Linked DNA regions of Sus scrofa: region 1 is linked to region 2. A link is a contact called in public Hi-C data. All regions are on one chromosome and are shown on one strand. Each heading gives the region's core, a stretch centred on a gene start, on an enhancer-like site or on the middle of the called end of the contact. The rest is flanking DNA. Distances are from core to core; before and after follow the strand shown.

What was found. Hi-C and Micro-C count contacts between places; a contact is called where the count stands out from the background.
Region 1: a Hi-C map of alveolar macrophages shows a contact between it and region 2, with 2.6 times the contacts expected there. The contact joins two enhancer-like sites. A contact is called at or near these places in 5 of 47 Hi-C or Micro-C datasets (alveolar macrophages, embryonic fibroblasts, psoas muscle and 2 more) and 1 of 2 datasets of contacts at active chromatin or transcription factors (alveolar macrophages).

What each region holds. Positions count from the first base shown.
Region 1 is chr6:84,446,312-84,451,275 of Sscrofa11.1, forward strand. No RefSeq gene overlaps it. Among named protein-coding and RNA genes, the nearest start is that of SLC9A1, 22 kb to the left of the region's middle. Within about 2 kb of position 2,985, at least 16 of the 83 cell types and tissues checked have an H3K27ac peak or open chromatin away from gene starts, as enhancers often do. A contact at or near this core is called in alveolar macrophages, where this site is marked.
Region 2 is chr6:84,333,863-84,338,792 of Sscrofa11.1, forward strand. The region is part of intron 1 of LOC106507624 (a long non-coding RNA gene); the gene reads right to left. Among named protein-coding and RNA genes, the nearest start is that of FAM46B, 25 kb to the left of the region's middle. Within about 2 kb of position 2,544, at least 27 of the 83 cell types and tissues checked have an H3K27ac peak or open chromatin away from gene starts, as enhancers often do. A contact at or near this core is called in alveolar macrophages, where this site is marked.

The DNA.
Region 1 (4,964 bases), core at 1,735-4,234, 110 kb after region 2:
TCTGGCATTGCTGTGGCTGTGGTGTAGGCTGGCAGCAACAGCTCAGATTAGACCCCTGGCCTGGGAACCTCCATATACCGCGTGTGGCCCTAAAAAGACAAACAGGCAAAAAGAAAAAAAATGGATAGGGCATAGTAAAGACTCCAGAGTCAACCTGAGAGAGCACCCAATAGCCAAAGCTGAGACAATTTGAGTAAGAAAAGAAATAACATAGCATTGGATTATAAGCCAAAGTATAAAATAAACATTACCTGAGCCCTTGCTGATAAAAATAAATGATTGAATAAATAAATGGAGGAGAAGAGATAGATCTTCTTTAAAAAAGAATTCTAGGAGTTCCCATCGTGGCTCAGTGATTAACGAATCTGACTAGGAACAGCTCGATCCCTGACCTTGCAGGTTCGATCCCTGACCTTACTCAGTGGGTTAAGGATCCAGCGTTGCCATGAGCTGTGGTGTAAGTTGCAGATGAGGCTCAGATCCCACATTGCTGTGGCTAGCTGTAGGCCAGCGGCTACAGCTCCGATTCGACCCCTAGCCCGGGAACCTCCATATGCCGGGGGAGCGGGCCTAGAAATGGCAAAAAAAAAAAAAAAGAATTCTAAATAATTTATGTAGATGCTTCTGCTGTTCGGGAGTTGGAAATTAATCCCATTCCCCATCCCTTGAGTGTGAGCTGAATTTAGTGACTTGCTAAAGAATGGAATGTGGAGGAGTTCCCTGGTATATCAGTGGGTTAAGGATCTGGTGTTGTCATTGCTGTTGCATGGGTTTTACCCGTGGCTCTGAAACTTCTGCATGCCAAGAATGAGGCAAAAAGAAAGAAAAAGAAAAAAGATAAAAGAAAAAGGTGGAGGAGGTCCTGTTGTGGTTCAGCCGTAAAGAACCCAACTAATATCCATGAAGATGTGGGTTCAATCCCTGGCCTTGCTCCGTGGGTTATGGATCTGGCCTTGCTGTGAGCTGTGGTAAAGGCCAATAGCTACAGCTCAGATTTGACCCCTAGCCTGGGAACTTACATATGCCATGAGTGACGCCCTAAAAAGACAAAAAAAGAAAAGACAGGTGGAAGCGGGGGGTAGTTGGGGAGCGGGGATGGGTAGAGTGGGTTTACAGTGGAGACTCTGGCAAATATCACCAAGTGATGGGGGTTAGAGTATCACCAGTAAGTCATGTGGGCAGCATGTGACCTCTAATGGGATGTGATGAGGAGGGCACTTCATCTCTGTGCTATTCTTCCCCTAAACCCATAACCTCAGTCTAGTCCTGAGGAAAACCTCAAGGAAATCCAAATTGAAGGACATTTTGCAAAATACCTAACCAATATTCTTCAAGGTCATAGGAACAAGGGAAGACTGAGAAGTTGTCACAGACCAGAGGAGACTGAGGAAACATGAGGACTAAATGCAATGTGGTATCCTGGATGGGGTCCCTGAACAGAAAAAGAACATTAGTGAAATCTAATTAAAGTTGAATTGGAGCTCCTGCTCTGGCGCAGTGGGTTAGGAATCCTATTGCAGTGGCTCAGATCACTGTGGAGTCACAGGTTTGACCCCCATCTGGTGCAGTGGGTAAAAGGATTCAGCATTGCTGCCACAGCTGCTTAGGTGGCAGCTGTGACCTGTATTTAATCGCTGGTCCAGGAGCTTCCATACGCTGTGAGTGCAGCCATAAAATAATAATAAATAAATAAATAAATAAAGTCTGGTATTTAACTAATGATAATATGTATGTATACCGATGTTGAGGCGTTTTTTTTTTTTAAGGGTTGCAACTGAAGCACATGGATGTTCCCAGGTTAGGGGTTGAATTGCAGCTACAGCTGCCTACCTATGCCACAGCCACAGCAATGCCAGATCTGAGCCTCATCTGCAACCTACACCACAGCTCACAGCAATGCTGTATCCTTAACCCACTGAGCGAGGCCAGGGATTGAATCTATGTCCTCATAGATGTTAGTCAGATTTGTCTCCACTGAGCCACAACGGGCACTCCTTAATTTTGACAAATGCACCTTGGTAATATGCTACTATTAGGAGAAAGTGGATGAGGGGTATATAGGGGAACACTTTTGACTATCTGCACATTTTCTGTAAATCTAAAATTATTCCAAAGAAAAAGTTTAATTAAAAAACTTATCACAGGGAGTTCCCGTCGTGGCTTGGCGGAAACGAATCTGATAGCATCCATGAGGACGCAGGTTCCATCCCTGGCCTCTCTCAGTGGGTTAAGGATGTAGCATTGCCATGAGCTGTGGTGTAGGTCACAGACTAGCCTCGGATCCTGAGTGGCTGTGGTGTAGGCCAGCAGCTACAGCTCAGATTGTACCCCTAGCCTGAGAACTTCCATATGCCGTAGGTGTGGCCCTAAAAAGATAAATAAATAAACAAAATATGAAAAAAATAAAAAAAAAAATTCCTGGCCCTGGATCCTATTGTTTGCTAGAGAAAGGCATCAAAAAAAAAAAAAAAAAAAAAAAAAAGCAGAGACCTCTGATAAGGCTGCATTGCAGGGAGCGTGGGTAAAGGGTAGGGGAGTAGCAGGCCCAGCTGATACTATAGGTTGGATCAGTGTTAAGCCTTTGGGACTTTATCCCATGGCAGTGGGGAACCAATGAAGGGTACCGAGCAAGGGTGTGGCTGATTACACAGTGACTCAGCCAAGGTCACACACCTCAGCTTCCCCAGGCCCCTTTCTACCCTCCCCTACCGGAGATCCTCTTCCTTCCACGTGCTCTTTATTCTTTGCCTGCAGGGCCCAAGCTCTGGCAGGAATCTAAGCCACTAGCTGCTCATCACCCCAGCCCACCCTCCACCTCCACCCTATCCTGGTTCAGTGGTCTTGAGAGGCTCAGCAGCCGCCACACCTGGTAAGGGCTAGAGTCACCTTTCAACCCACCCAGCGTGAGACCCCTGAGGAGGAGGAGCAGGGTGGAGCCTAAGGTAAAAATCCCACAAGTTCTAGGTGGAGTCATTTCCACCACGCCCTCTCTGCTCTCTCTTCTCTTTCCTCTCTCCTCCCAAAGTGAAATGAAACCAGTTCATCTGTGGGGGAGGGAGCTCGCCAGCAGTAGAAGAAGGAACTTTAAGACAGAACCTTGTGCCACCAGGAAAATTGTCCAGTATCAGTCTTTCATTGAAAGCCTGCTTGGAAACACAAGGATGTCCAGGTCAGAAGCTGGGGGGAAGAAAACGGGAGAGAAACAGTATCAGTGCACAGTCTGCCCTCCGAATCTGCAGATTCAACCAATTGCAAATCAAAAAAATATTCACAACAAGAAAATTCCAGAAAGTTCTAAAAAGCAAATTTAAATTTGTTGAGCACTCGCAGTGATTTGCATTGTATTTTGAAGTATTTACATGGTTTTTACATTATATTAGGTATCATAAGTAACCTAGAGATGATTTAAAGTGTACAAGAGGGTATGGATAGGTTATATGCAAATACTATGCATTTTATAGGTATAAGGGACGTAAGCAGCTGTGGATTTTAGTATTGGCAGGAGGTCCTGGAACTAATCCTCTGCAGATACCGAGGGATGACTGTACATTTTTCCTGTCCTTTATTGTAGCAATGAGAGTTCAATGCTAGAATTTATCAGATTTCAAACTTCAATTAAGCCAATTTTCTCCATCCATATCTTTTATTCCTCCATGGAAAAAAGAAAACAAAAGGCTAATCTGTTCTAGGCACTCCGAATAATTTCATTTGGTCCTCACAGCAACTCTATGAGAAGGCCGAGGCTCAGAGAAGGTAAGTGGCACGTCCAAGGTTATGCAGCTGATAGGTGGCATGGCTGGGAGAGAGCAAAACCACTTCGAGTCTTGGGCTTGGAAATGATCTTGGGGAATTTTACCTTACAGGGAAGAGGGAATGGTTTTAGAGTAAAATCCAAATTGCTTTCAGGGTGTCTAGCCCCCCTTTTCTTTTTCTTTCTTTTTTTTCTTTCTTTTTATGGCCACACCTGCATATACGGAAGTTCCCAGGCTAGGGGTCAGATTGGAGCTGGAATTGCTGGCCTGTGCCACAGCCACAGCTACACAGGATCTGACCTGAATATGTGACTGCGGCAACGCCAAACCCTGAACCCACTGAAGGAGGCCAGGGATCAAACACTGCCGGGGATCCAACCCGCATCCTCAGGGACACTTACGTCGCGTTCTTAATCCTCTGAGCCACAATGGGAACTCCTAGCTGCCACTTCTGACCTCATACCTATGATTTCTGGAGTGGCCACAGTGTGTAGAGGACCTCTCACCTCAAGGCCTTGCCCTTCTTTCTGCCCAGAAGGGTCTCCCTCCATGTCCTTCTCTCTCTGCATTCAAGTCTATGTCTAAAAATGAGAGAAACTTTCTTTGATCACCCCATGCAAATGGCAGCCTCTATAGCTCACACCCCCTTACTTGTGATCATCTGTCTTTTTTTTTTTTTTTTTCTCTCCTTTCTCGAGGCTTATGGAGGCTAGGCGTCAAATCGGAGCTGTAGCTACTAGCCTAGGCCACAGTCACAGCAACGTAGGATCTGAGCCTCATCTGTTACCTAGACCACAGCTCATGGCCACACCAGATCTTTAACCCACTGAGTGAGGCCAGGGATCAAACCTGCGTCCTCAAGGATATTAGTCAGATTGGTTAACTGCTGAGCTACGATGGGAACTCCTGTGCTCATCTGTCTTCATAGCACCTGCCTCACTCTGACATATTTCTATACTTCTCTACTGTTGTCCGTATCCATCCACTAGAATGTAAACTCCATGAGAACAGGGACCTCGTCTGTTTGGGTCCCTGCTGTTTTCCTCATGTCTGACCTCTAGTAGATCCCTATTGTGTTGGATGAATAAAAAGCGGGAAATTCGGAGTTTCCATCGTGGCTCAGCAGTTAATGAACCTGACTAGCATCCATGAGGACACGGGTTCAATCCCTGGCGTCATTCAGTGGGTTACGGATCTAGTGTTGCCATGAGC
Region 2 (4,930 bases), core at 1,294-3,793:
GAGTAACCCATTACAGAGACCTAAAGGTGTGCCAGGCCCCGTGTGTCATTTCACCCTTGTCCTATTTTGTGGATGAGGAAACTGAGGCACAGTCAAAGGAGGGATTTGTTTTAGTGGCACATCTCTGACAAATCCCCTGCAGACCCCTCTTCCTCCCTTTGTCCTCCTCCTTGAGGCTTAGAATTTACAGTGCACACCACTAAGCAGGCACTTGCTGGAGAGGTGGCCTCTGCCTGGAGTGCCCACCTCTTTCCTCCCGCATCGGTCTCAGCGCTGCTGGTCATCCTTCTCAGGGCTGGGGAGGTTAGGTGCCTCCTCTGGGCTCCCAAAGCTCCTGTGAGTCCCTCTGGCAAAACACCGAGGGAAGGTGGGTGGTGGTGGAGGGGCAGGAACCACGTCTGCCCTTTGCCAATCTGCCTCCCTCAACAGGCTGTCAGCGCCTTAAGGACAGGGACACGTTTTCAGTTTTTTAAAAATCTTGTATTCATTCATTGATCTATGAGTTCATTCGCAGAGGTTTACTGAGCACCTATTCTGTGTTCTGAGATCAATTTTTAGCTCTGGAAAGGAAGCGTCTGTGTTGTGAAGGGGATTAACAGGGACTGAGATGGAGAATTACAGGACATCCCAGTGCCCAGTGTAGAGTCTGGCACAGAGACAGCACCAAAAACATATTAAAAAATGTGTTTTTGGTTTTTTTTTGTTTTTTTTTGGCTGCACCTTGGCAAATGGGGTTCCCAGGCTAGGGATCAGATCCGAGCCACAATCTTGACCTAAGCTGCAGCTGTGGCGGTGCTGACCCTTGACCTACTGTGCTGGGCTGAGGATCAAACCTTCATCCCAGCAGTCCCGTGACACTGCCAATCCCATTGCGCCACAGCAGGACCCCCCCCCAATTTTTTGTTTGTTTTTAGATTAGGAGTTCCTGCTGTAGCGCAGTGGGTTAAGAATCCAACCTCAGTGGTTTGGGAACCGCAGAGGCATAGGTTCAATCCCTGGCCGGCACAGTAGGTTAAAGGACCCTGCCTTGCTGCAGCTGTGGCTTGGATCCAATCTCTGGTCCAGGAATTCCATATACCGTGGGGCGGCCAAAAAAAAAAAAAAAAGGAAATTTATTTACTCATTCTTCCCCCCGCCCCTGTGGCATATGGAAGTTCCTGGGCCTGGGATTAAATCCAAGCCGCTACTGCAACATACGCTGTAGCTGCCACAATGAGAGATCCTTAACCTGCTGCTCCAGGCTGGGGATCCAACCAGCAATGCCACAGAGAAGAGCCAGATCATTAACCCAGGGTGCCACAGCAGAAACTCTCATTCATTCATTCATATATTTAATTTTATTGATGTATAGTTGAACCAAAAATATTTGAATTAAAGCTAAAAGGCTGGAGTTCCTGTTGTGGCTCAGTGGTAGTAAACCTGACTAGTATCCAGGAGGATGCGGGTTCGATCCCTGGCTTTGCTCAGTGGGTTAAGGATCCAGCGTTGTCATGAGCTGTGGTGTATGTCGCAGATCTGGCAGATCTGGCATTACTGCGGCTGCGGTGTAGGGCGGCAGTTACAGCTCCGATTTGACCCCTAGCCTGAGGACTTCCATATGCCATGGGTGCAGCTCTAAAAAGCAAAAAAAAGAATTGGCATGTTATTCCCATCAGTAGGAAGCTGCTAAGGGCTGTTTTTATACCATGGATATGGTCCTAAAAAAAAAAAAAAAAAAGCTGAAAGGCCCTAAGGCCAACCAGCTGCTAAGAGGCAGGACCGACTGCTTTGCTGCTCTCCTGTACAGAGAGAAGCTCTTCTGGTCCACTTAGTAGCTGCACAGCCTCAGGAAAACTCCTTCACCTCTCTCTGCCTCAGCTTCTGCCTCAGTTTCTTTCTGCATTTTTTTTTTCTTTTTAAGCCAACGCTGGATCCTTAACCCACTGAGTGAGGCCAGGGATCGAACCTGCATCCTCATATATACTAGTCGGATTCTTTTTTTTTTTTTTTTTTTTTTTTTGTCTTTTTGCCTTTTCTAGGGCTGCTCCCACAGCATATGGAGGTTCCCAGGCTAGGAGTCCAATCGGAGCTGTAGCCACTGGCCTAACGCCAGAGCCACAGCAATGCTAGATTGGAGCCGCGTCTGCAACCTACACCACAGCTCATGGCAACGCCGGATCCTTAACCCACTGAGCAAGGCCAGGGATCGAACCCACAACCACATGGTTCCTAGTCGGATTCTTTAACCACTGAGCCACGACGGGAACTCCACTAGTCGGATTCTTAACACGCTGGGCCGCAACAGGAACTCCTGTGACTGATTTGTAAAATGGTATTACGTATTACCTGCCTTTTAAGACTGTTTCAAGAATTAAATGTGGTAAAGACCTGAGAATGCTGAGCACAGAGTCTGGAATACAGTTAGTGCTCAATAAATGCAAAGGAGGCCTGGACATTTGGAGGAGGGCTGGCTTGGCTCCCTCTACTCTTAGACCTCTGGGCTCCCCTCAGCCTGAGTGGGCAGTTTCATGAATGGCCACGAGGTGGTGCCCGAATCCCAGTTATTTGGAAGTCATTCCGCCCACACCCCGCCCCTCCCTCCAACCCCGGAAGAAGCTGTTCAGGGAAGTAGGGACCAGAAAAACAGGTGGGCTCCTATGGCTTGGGATGCATCGGGGCTGGGATCTGAACATGGAGCCTCTTTCAGCCTCTCTCCCTTTTTCTTTTTTCTTTCTTTCCTTTTTTGCTTTTTTGGAGGGCCTCCCCCGTGGCAAATGGAAGTTTCGAGGCTAGGGATCAAATCGGAGTTATAGCTGCTGGCCACCGCCGCGGCCATAGCAACAAGGGATCTGAGCCGCATCTGTGACTTACACCACAGCACACGGCAATGCCGTATCTGTGCGAGGCCAGGGATCCCACATCCTCATGGATACTAGTCAGAGTCGTTTCTGCTGCACCACGACAGAAACTACCCCCTTTAAGTTTTTCTCTTGGGGTTTCCTTTTCGGTGTTCAGGTCCACGGTCCCCCACCCCCTTTTCTCTCAGCTCCCCAGAATTGAAGCCCAAGGCTTCTGCTAAATAGGCTCCACTCCTTGACGACCCATGATGGGTGCCCTGGCCCCGAGACCATTTTCCCTGCCCTGCTTCATTCAGGAACCAGGCCAGGATGTGGGGGTAGAAGGAAGACACTTAACTGAACACTTCCTGTGGGCTTGCAGGGTGGGGAGCCAGAGGAAATGACCCTGTTCCTGTTCGTCGTATTCCGAAGGTGGGGTGAGAATAGAAACTAGAAGAGGCAAAGGGAAAACATGCAGGAGTTACTTAAGATTTCCTTCCCATCTGTGTTTTCAGCACATAGGAAATATTATCCTCATTGTACAGATGTGGAAACTGAGGCCGAGAAGTGTTAGGTAACGTGCATGAATTGCCCTCCCAGGATCCAAAGCTCCCTCACCAGCAGTGGAGTGTGGTCCACATTAAGAACATTCATAAATTGGAGGAGTTCCTGTCGTGGCGCCGTTAAAAATAGCTAATGTAGGAGTTCTCATCCTGGCTCAGTGACTAACAAATCCGACTAGGAACCCTAAGGTTGTGGGTTCGATCCCTGGCCTGGATCAGTGGGTTAAGGATCTGACGTTGCTGTGAAGTGCGGTGTAGGTAGAAGATGTGGCTGGGATGTGGTGTGGCTGTGGCTATGGCGTAGGCCGGTGGCTACAGCTTCAATTAGACCCCTAGCCTGGGAACCTCCATATGCCGCAGGTGCAGCCCTAGAAAAGACAAAAGAAAAAAAAAAAAGAATATTCATAAATTGGAGTTTCTGTTGTGGCTCAGTGGTTAACAAACCCGACTAATATCCATGAGGATGCAGGTTTGATCGCTGGCCTTGCACGGTGGGTTAAGGATCTAGTGTTGCTGTGAGCTGCGGTGTATGCCACAGACGCAGCTCGGGGTCCTGTGTTGCTGTGGCGGTGGTGTAGGCCAGAGGCTGTAGCTCCAATTAGACCCCTAGCCTGGGAACTTCCATATACCGTGGGTATGGCCCTAAAAAGACGAAGGCCAAAAAAAAAAAAAAAAAAAAAAAAAAAGAGTGTTCATAAATTCCTCCAACAGCATCTGCCACGATCTGCACATCCAGTGAGAATCAGACCTGGTTCCTGCCCTGGGGAGCAGACAATCTGGAGGGGGAGGCTGGCAGAGAAGCACACAGGGCACTTTGTCCTGAAGTAAGTGTTGGGCACAGTGGGGACCCAGAGGATGCAGTTGCTGGTGTCACCTGAACAGGTTAGGGGCACGAAGGAAAGGAAGGTCTGAGAGACTTTGTAGATTCCTAGAGGACTAAGAATTTATTCTAGAAACTGCTGCTGTGGCGCAACAAGATTGGCTGCATTTCTACAACATCAGAATGTAGGCCTGATCCCCGGCCCGGCACAGTAGGTTAAAGGATCCTACTGCTGCAGCTATGGAGTAGGTTGTAGCTACAGCTCGGATCTGATCCCTGGCCCAGGAACTCCATATGTCAAGAAAAGAAGAAGAAAAAAATAATTTACTCCAGCATAATTTTCAAAAAGGTAAAATCATGGCCCTCATACAGATTTTTAAAAATGAACGTGTGTCAAAGATTTCCTTTAACTCTTTAATTGACAAGGAAATAGCAAGATGTTAAAAGTAGTTCAAATGAAAATTTGACTTACATGTACTTGTGTTTTCTACTGGACAACCAAAAGTCCTTTGCATAGTTGTGAATAAGGTTCATTTTCTTGATATAGGCAGGAATCCTTTGCATTATATCTGTTTTCTACAAATTACTTCTAGCCCTACAAAAAGTCAAAGACAGGCAGCCATACACACCCCCAAAGGATCAGATCATCATCAGAGGACGCTCAGCCTTCCTCTGAAAGGACCTCCATGAATCTCTTTTGTATTTTCCAAGGTTTTTCTACGTTTTCTAGA